2 separate regions of the Mus musculus genome follow, and region 2 is linked to region 1. Evidence: chromatin contacts called from public promoter capture Hi-C data. All regions are on one chromosome and are shown on one strand. The core of a region is the stretch at or near the end of the contact, and the rest is flanking DNA. Distances in the headings are between cores, read along the strand shown.

Region 1 (4,586 bases), core at 72-2,571:
AGATGTCAGGATACACACACAGACACACAGACACACAGACACACAGACACACACACACACACACACACACACACATATATATATATATATATATACACATACACATATACATATTTATATATATACATATATGTATATAATATTATATATATTTTTTAACCTTACCTGCCATGTTGTTTTTCTCCCAAATTATAATAAAATTGTTCTCAGGCTTCCTTTTGTGTCTATTTAAATTCTTTATTAACAAGACCATTGACCCAAAAAGGGAACCTTGATTTCTCCCAATGACAATAAGAATCTCTGCCAAAATTTGCACTAAGTTTTGTCTCCCCCAAATGATGCTCCTCCCAGAGCATCAGAGAGTAGCCTTATTTGGAAATGGGGTTTATGCAGGTGTAATCAGCTAAGATAAATTCATACAGGATTGCTATGGACCTTAGTCTGATGCTTGATGGCCTTCTAAGGAAACAGAGATGTAGACAGAGGGGAAGCCAACCATGGAAGAGTAGGGGGGACACGGACACTGCATGTAAAAGCCAAGTTGGACAAGCAGGGGCACTGACCTGAAGAAACTAGGGCAGAGGCCAGCAGTCTTCCATGATCCTTTCACACCTGGATTTCAGGCCTCTGGCCTCCAGAAGGATGAGAGAATGCATTTTTGTTCCTCTAAGCCATCTGGATTATAGTTGTTTTACTTTGTTTTAATTATGGAAGTCACAGGAATGAATATATAGTTCACCTTAGAGGATCTCTCTGGTATTCAGAGAAAAGCGCCTGCCCTGTGCATTTCCTGCCTCTCTGTTCATGGCTGCCTGCCAACTAGGCTTTCCTCCTTAAACTAAAGGGGCAAACCCTTGCTTCTGTCTAGGTGTCCCCAAATGGCCCCATTTTGGGGTTCTCTCTCATGCCTGTTTAGTGTAGATGCTTCTATGAGCTATACAGTAGTCCTCTTTATTGGAAATTCCACTTTCTTGTCCTCACAATACTGGGCTCTTTGTGGGCAGGGGCTGTGGCTCTCCTGTTGTGTCCAGTACAGGATCTAGAGCCAGGGACTGGGGCAAACCTTCCTGGGTTGCATTCATCTGTTCATGTTGAGGCTACACACGCTGAAGCTGGACTTTGGGGCCAGCAGCCATCTCAGGCTCAGTCTGGATTTGTGTTGGGAACCCCCTTTGCTCCAAAGTGTCCCTTTAAAGACAGTAAAGAGGTTTTCTGAGGGCCTAGAAGTCCTAAGCCCATTGGCTAGACCTTCTGGGAGAACTGGGGGCCAATTTGCATAAAAATGAAGGCTGGCTTCATTGAAATTCTCCTCATCTTGAATGCAGCGGAAAAACCAGGAAGAAAAGGAAAGTTTTAGTCCTGAGCAATTTACTGCCTAGGAACATTCTGAGCTTCTGAAAACAGAGAGGAAATGGGGCCCTCCGGGTCACTTCAGGCACCGCCCACCTCAGCCCCATGCCCGCCCCCCGCTGCCCCCTCAAGGCCAGCCTCTCACTGTGGGAGACCGCACTGTCTTCGGTGAATGCACACAGCAGATGCCACGCGGTTCTGAAGCAGGATACTGCTGTCTGTCCAGGGACTCCAACATGCCTGACAGCAGAGATGATCAGCAGCAGGGGGCCAGCTTGGGGACCTCCCAAGACAACTCGCAAACCAGGTGGGTTCAGTGCTCCAAGGTCAGCACGTGGGGCTTGGGGCTCCATATCACGATGTGATGCTGGAGGACCTGAAGCAAGCTGCCCCTCTTTCTGAGTCTCGGTTTCTTCGCCAGATCTCTGTGAAGGAAAAAGAGCAGGGCAGGGACATTTATCCTTCGGAGTGTGATTCAGTGTGTCTGTTCCTCTGTTGGCCGTTAGAGATTCAACTGAGGTACAAGTCACATTGGTATTAAGAAAGACTTTTTTTTCAGTCAGCAAGCACGTTCCTTTGTCTCCCCATGGTTGGAGGTGACCTGGTATATGGTAGGAGCGGGCAGGCAATGACCGAAAAGTTCGAGGGAGCACCCATGGTTTCCATTCCAGCCTGCTATGACCTTGGAAAGTCTCTGGCCCTCTCTGTCCGTACCTGAACAGAGATTGAGGTTATCTCTGATATGGAGGAACTGCATTTGTGTCCCATAAGAGAGCAAGAACAGAAGAGTGGAAGATAGGGCTCAGAGAGAGCAGTGTGCTAAACAGCTGGGCTGTCTACAGGGTAGGTCAAGGACAAGGAATCTGCAAGGTTTGAAAACGCTCAAGAACATGACCACTGTCCTTGTAAGGACTATGTGGGAAGAGGTGTGACAGATGAGAAGACATGTTAATGTGCCCCATTAGGTCCCCTGGACAAACTCATCAGGAGAGTGGGCTGCTGTTTACCTAGAAACAGTATCCCTTCCCCCTGTATGGATGGCAAGTGTAGGGGAGCAACTGTGGCCCTGAACAATTCTATGCTCTTGGCATAGGAAGGCCTGGGCCCTGGAGGTTCTGGGTCTATTCTGGGTAGCATCACTCATGATGTCATGAGGTCAGTGAGCAGGGGCCATCCCGACATCCCAGGTGATATTTCCAGATGTCTGGAAAGTTCAGCTCTCAAAAATGAAGAATAGCGTCTGCTGGTTTTCAAAGTCCCTTGTTCCACTTAGTGAGGGCTGGTGAGTTTGTCCAGAGAACCTAATAGGGCACGCATGTTAAGTCTTCCCATTTGTCCCATCTCTTTCTGCATAGGGTCAGTAGCTCCAGTGTTTGCTGAAGTCCATGTATCGGGTCTATGTTGACAGGGACTTAGCCAATAGGGAGGAATTTTGAACATCTGAGCTCACAGGCTCTAGGTCTGCCTCACTGATAACACAGATAGAGGTGGTCAAACCTGGGAGCCATCTTCAGCTTGGGCAGCAAAGGACTCTGTCGTGGGAAGGAGCACAGGTTCAGGAGGTCCCTGCAGGACAGACAGGGACTGGAAGCCAGGGTTAGAGTGTCAGCTCTATCGCCTGCTTTCTGAGCAACATTGAGTAAATTGTTGACGCTCTCCGATTTTCAATGTGTCTCTCTGTGCAATTGAAGATGACCTTGACTTCTTCCTTGACCTTGATCATATATGAAGATGGTTTCAGAGATCCAGGGGCACACACACCACAGACACAGTAACCCCAGAACAAATCCCAGGGCATCTTGGCAGCAGACTGCAAAGCAGACTTGAGCTCTAGTCGGGCTCCGCTCCTGACTTATTCTGTGACTCAAGGCAAGACATACTCTCTCTGAGCCTCACTTTCCCCATCTATCCAACAGGGGAAGTGAATATACCCTGGCAACCTTGCAGTGTAACTGCAAGAAGAGACCATTGATCTCTTATTGGAGTCACTGAAGTTGCCACATCTGGAGCCAGGCACAGCTGCTTCTGGGTAGGGTTGGAAGTGCCTGAAACCTCCTATTAGCTGAGAGATCCTAGCTTCTTCTTCCCTCCCTCAGCTGCAGAGGGGTTGGCTGGAGGTGGAGGAACAGGCGGCATTGGGCAGCTGAGGGGTGCCTAGAACTGGTATGCTGCTTCTTGAGGCTCATCCATGGCTGTAGGCCATGCCATTCATTCACCAGAAACTTTACTGAGCATGCCCTGGGTGATTAGATCTTGGTCATGTCAAGTCCCAGGCTTGGGAGAAAAATTCCAATGGAAGAAAGTCCTCAGAGGAACCCAAGAAGAAGACAATTTTGAAAGGTTATGGATCCCAGGGAAGTAACCAGTACAGGGGAATGCAGGAGTGGCCATCAGACCAGCAGGCTGAGGCCAGGCTCATTCAGAGCCTGGTCTAGAGAATCTGAGGTGCCCTACTTGTGATAGACAGGGCCAGGACAGCCAGCCAGAGAGGTAGAGGAAGCCAATAGGGGCATCTCTTCATCCTTGGAAGGTTCCCAAGCCACTCATAGTAGGAAGTAAGGAACAGATATGGTGGTGGCCACAAGGGGACTGGACATGAGGTAGCTGGGAGAGGTGAGGCAGAAGATTGGTCTGTAGAATTGCTGCCTCCAAACTGCCCCCAACCTCACACACGAGAAATACCTGCTATACTCTTAGCTCTGCCTGAAAAAAAAAGCCAGTGTTGGGAGGGCCCCCCCCCCAGAGGCCATCATGGAAGATAGTCCAGGAGGCTGCAGCAAGCTAGGCAAGAAAGGCTCTTCTCTCAGACAAAGCTCGCCAAGGATAACAGGGAGATATCATTCCATCTCAGGGACGTGCTAACCTTAGAGGAACCATCAGCATGGAATGTTATCACACGGTACAAGTGTCCTCGGCACTGGGAACACTCAGGGCCTTCCAGTTCCTCTTCACGCCACTGTCTATTTGCCTAGTGCAGAAGTGTGGCCTGCCTTTCTTTTCTTCGTGCTTTGCCATCTCTATTGTTTTCCTGTTTTATAACATACTCATATACTCAAAATCATTTGTTGTTGATTACTTAGGAATTGCACTAAACACGAGAGTATATCAGAGACTACAAAGCAAGCCTCTGCCTTAAGGAGTTTACATGCATGCCAAGAAGAAAGACATTAATAAACAATTATGCAATTAGTCATTAAACTTACAGTTTAATGATACCAAAAAGTAATTTTAAAATG
Region 2 (4,038 bases), core at 898-3,397, 960 kb after region 1:
CTTCTGGAGTGTCTGAAGACAGCTACAGTGTACTTACATATAATAAATAAATAAATCTTAAAAAAAAAGAAGAGGAGGAAAAGAAGGAGGAAGATGAAAAGGTGGAAGACGAGGAGGAGGAGGTAGAGGAAGAAGAGGAGGAGGAGGAGAAAAAGAAAAACAGACAAAAAGGTTGCCATGCTCTCACAGAAAGAAATTATCTTTACCCAAAAATGCCACTCCTCTGTCTCAGAGGATAGAACCGTCACTTGGTTACCCTTAAACGGAGGGGTCCTGAGAGGTCAGAGGTGAGAATGATGAGAACAGGTAGGTTGAATCTGATAATTAGGGGGTCTCATGCACAGTTATCTGAAACAATTGTTTCATGAGAGTCTGCGGCATAGAAAGTGTATGAAGGTTTGTTAAAGATAGTCTTGTGGACAAGAAATGAGGGAGGAGGGCTCTTTTGAATACGTGAAAAGGAACAAGATGGTGGAAGCAAAGAAACATCACCGAGGGGGTTCTGATTAATTAGCTTTAGGACTGAGAACACTCAAATATGGTTGTAGGCAGAGGAGTAGAAACTAATAGTAGAGCCAGGTGGTGGTGGTGGTGGTGGTGCACTCTTTTAAGCCCAGCGCTAGGGATGCAGAGGCAGGCGGATCTTTGTGAGTTCGAGACCAATCTGGTTGACAACACTAGTTCTAGGATAGCCAGGGGTACATAAAAAACCCTGTCTCAACAAAACAAAAATAATAAATAAATAAACAGGAAGGAGGGAGGAAGAAAGAGGGGGAAGGAAGGAAGGAAGGAAAGTAGGAAGGAAGGAAGGAAGGAAGGAAGGAAGGAAGGAAGGAAGGAAGGAAGAACAATTGTAGAAGGGAGACAAGATACATACCACATAAAATAAAGATTGACTAATTGCAGACAGGGGCCTAAAGATGCATGGCAGAGGAAAGAAGAGTTCTCTGAAAGTCACGCTTCTTCCTCCAAAACAAAGAAAGGAATTAAGGATGAGTGTGATAGTTAGATGTTGCAAGAAAAGAATGAAATGGTTGGCAAGAAATTTGCACAGTCCTAGCTGTCCTGGAACTCACTCTGTAGACCAGGCTGGTCTTGAACTGAGAAATCCATCTGCCTCTGTCCTCTGTGTAGCTGACACAGAGAGTTACAGGATATAATCTTAAACTTCTGATCCTCGAGCCCCATGTGGTGGAATAATAACCGTGGGCCACCATATTTGTTTTATGCGGAGTTGGGGACTAAACCCAGGGTTTCATGTTGCTAGGCAACTCTACCACCTGGGGGCTACATCCCAGTCCAGAAGAGAACACAGTAAGGTCTCACCAACATTTAAATTACGCTTCGTTTATTAGGTCTTTGGTCATACGCAAGCAGAGGGCAGCTATAGACCGAGAATAATGATGACTCGTATGAGCTTCTCAACATTTTAAGTTTTTCCCAGGCTGAAGGGCCCCAACGAGCATAGGGCTAGAACCATCCTGAAAACGCTGTGGCAAACAGCAACAGGCAATCCTTAACAGAAACTATCAGAACTAGTTCTGCAAATTTGTTTTCTTCAGAGGAAACTGTCAACTGGAATCTTCTGAGAACCCGGACACCACGAATCCACATACAGAAGCCTGACTGACTTTCAAAACTAGGGTCTTAGTCTGAAGAGAGCCTTCGCAGATGCGTGAGAGAAAATGACTCTCACTTCCCATTGGCTGACCTTTCTGGAGTTTAGCCCTTGAGTACATTTTCATTGGTTGCTATTGCTGTCACATCCTTTCGCCACACCCATTCCTTGTCCATTTCCAGCAAGATCTGCACTAGAATACGCTAAGGTCGTCTAGAGTTCTGCTACTTCCCTATCCCCTCAGCCGACGCTCTCGCCGCGCCCCTCTAGTTAGAGGCCCCGCCCCCGCACGACCAATGACCCGCCTCTACAACGTCAGTTCCCTCCCCTTACAGCTGGGGCCCGGCCCCCTGCCCGACGCAGCTGCTCTGCAAGTTAGGTTCCCGCCCCCAACTCACGATCACACCCCTACCTACGGTCCCTTCCAAACTCGTGGCCCCGCCCTCACTCTCAAGCCCCACCCCAATCAGACCAAGTCCACGCCCCCTGCCCGCGGCCCCGCCCCTCCTTCCCCAGAGGGCGGCTACCAGGCGGCGGCCGCAGCCGCAGGAAGATGCTGGAAGCGGGCGGGCGCGCGCCGCGTAGGTGCTGAAGGGACAGTTCCTTAGGCAGAACTTGCTCCTGAGCGCACGGGGCACGTAGGCGATGGAGACTATTTGGATCTATCAGTTCCGCCTTATTGTGATCGGAGACTCCACGGTGGGCAAGTCGTGCCTTCTGCACCGCTTCACCCAGGGCCGCTTCCCAGGGCTGCACTCCCCCGCCTGCGACCCCACAGTCGGCGTGGACTTCTTCTCGCGCCTGCTGGAGATTGAGCCGGGCAAGAGGATCAAGCTGCAGCTCTGGGACACGGCGGGGCAGGAGCGCTTCAGGTAGGGAGGCACCCGCCACAGGCTCTCGAAAGTGCTAGCGCTCGGTGCTCGCTTCCCCTTCGCCCCTCCCCTTCCAGGGGCGACTTCCTCCTCCGCAGTTTCTTCTTTCTTTAGTGCGGATTTCCTGCGCCCCCTTTCTGTCTCCTTTCCTGTCCGAATCAGGGTCGCCGGTCTTTCCCAGCTCTGTCTGCTCCTCTTGGCCGTTTGGGTCCCTTTGGCTCCACCGCTGCCTTCTCCCCAAACTCGACTTCGCTCGCCGTTCACACACACCCTGCCTCAGCCACCCTCCTCCTAGCACCTCCTCCAAGCCTTGACCAAGCCTCTTTCAGGCCCGGGAAATATGCCAAGTGGGGTTCCCAGGTCTGTGAAAAATCTTTAGTTCTCAGCAAGCAGAATTCCAGACGGGGTTCCAGCCCTCGGAACGGTTCACAGAGAGATGCATGCGGTAATGGTTTAAACATCTGAAAGCACCGAGTGTGGTCATCAGAAAATTCTGGGCCATGACCCTCGGGAGTAGGTCTTGGAAAACAACTAAATGCAACATCGGAGTCACTGAGACAACTAAGGGTGTGTGTTTGCATTTATAGGGTGAAGTTTCCTTTAAAAGTTTGTCACCTTTGACGCTTTGGTGTGAAAAAGATAATACTGAGGGTTGTCTGCAACCCTTCCTTTATTTCACTGATGGATTCGTAACATTCTGTATGTGACAACAGAAGAAAGCACTTTTCTAAATGGGGAGAGAGTCAGTCTCAAGTAAATAGTCTCATTCTGGTTGTTTACTGGGGAACCTGAAAGATTGTATAAAGTCGACTGGCCTTACAGAAAAAAAGTAAATGAAACTGAATTCCTTGGATAGTTGAGATTAAATCACATTTAAAGCGTATTTCCAGTTTTTGAGATCGAAGAGTACTTTGTTCTAGAGCAAAGTAAGAAAGCTGATAATGTAGGGAATTGTTTCTTTAAAAATCATATGATCGGGGCTGATGAGATGGCTTAGTAGGTAGAGATGGCTTAGAGCGCACTGACTGTTCTTCATTCTGAAGGTCCTGAGTTCAAATCCCAGCAACCACATGGTGGCTCACAACCATCCCTAATGAGATCTGATGCCCTCTTCTGGTGTGTCTAAAGATGGCTACAGTGTATTTACATATAATAAAAAAAATAAATCTTTTTTTAAAAATCACATGATCAATTGGAACTCTTGTAGGCAAGCATTTTTATATCTCTCAACAAGTACTTTTGCTTGTGAAATAAAGAACTCCGTTAAGGAACTTAACAAATGTGGCTTGCCCTCATTCAGCCAGCATCCATTCCAAGAGAGTTCAGCCTACATGTGTAAAGTGTTCAACATTCAGAAGTTTGGCTTCTAGTCAGAGTGTGATAGGACAAGCCTTTAATCCCATCACTCGGGAGGCAGAGACAGGCAGATATCTCTGTGGTCTCAAAAAAAAAAAAAAAAAAAAAGTGAGCCGGGTGTGGTGGCAGACGCCTTTAATCCCAGCACTCGGGAGGCTGAGGCAGGTGGATTTCTGAGTTCAAGGCCAGCCT

The links. Promoter capture Hi-C pulls out the DNA fragments that hold promoters and counts their contacts.
Region 2: a contact with region 1 is called in a promoter capture Hi-C map of embryonic stem cells, with 3 times the contacts expected there. The contact joins the promoter of Rab39 here to the promoter of Acsbg1 in region 1. A contact is called at or near these places in 2 of 39 promoter capture datasets (embryonic stem cells and liver).

The regions. Positions count from the first base shown.
Region 1 is chr9:54,658,620-54,663,205 of GRCm38.p6, reverse strand. It overlaps Acsbg1 (acyl-CoA synthetase bubblegum family member 1), which reads left to right and starts at 1,321. Exons shown (of 14, transcript NM_053178.2): 1 at 1,321-1,657. The coding sequence starts at 1,536.
Region 2 is chr9:53,704,341-53,708,378 of GRCm38.p6, reverse strand. Rab39 (RAB39, member RAS oncogene family) reads left to right here and starts at 2,147. Exons shown (of 2, transcript NM_175562.3): 1 at 2,147-2,490. The coding sequence starts at 2,264.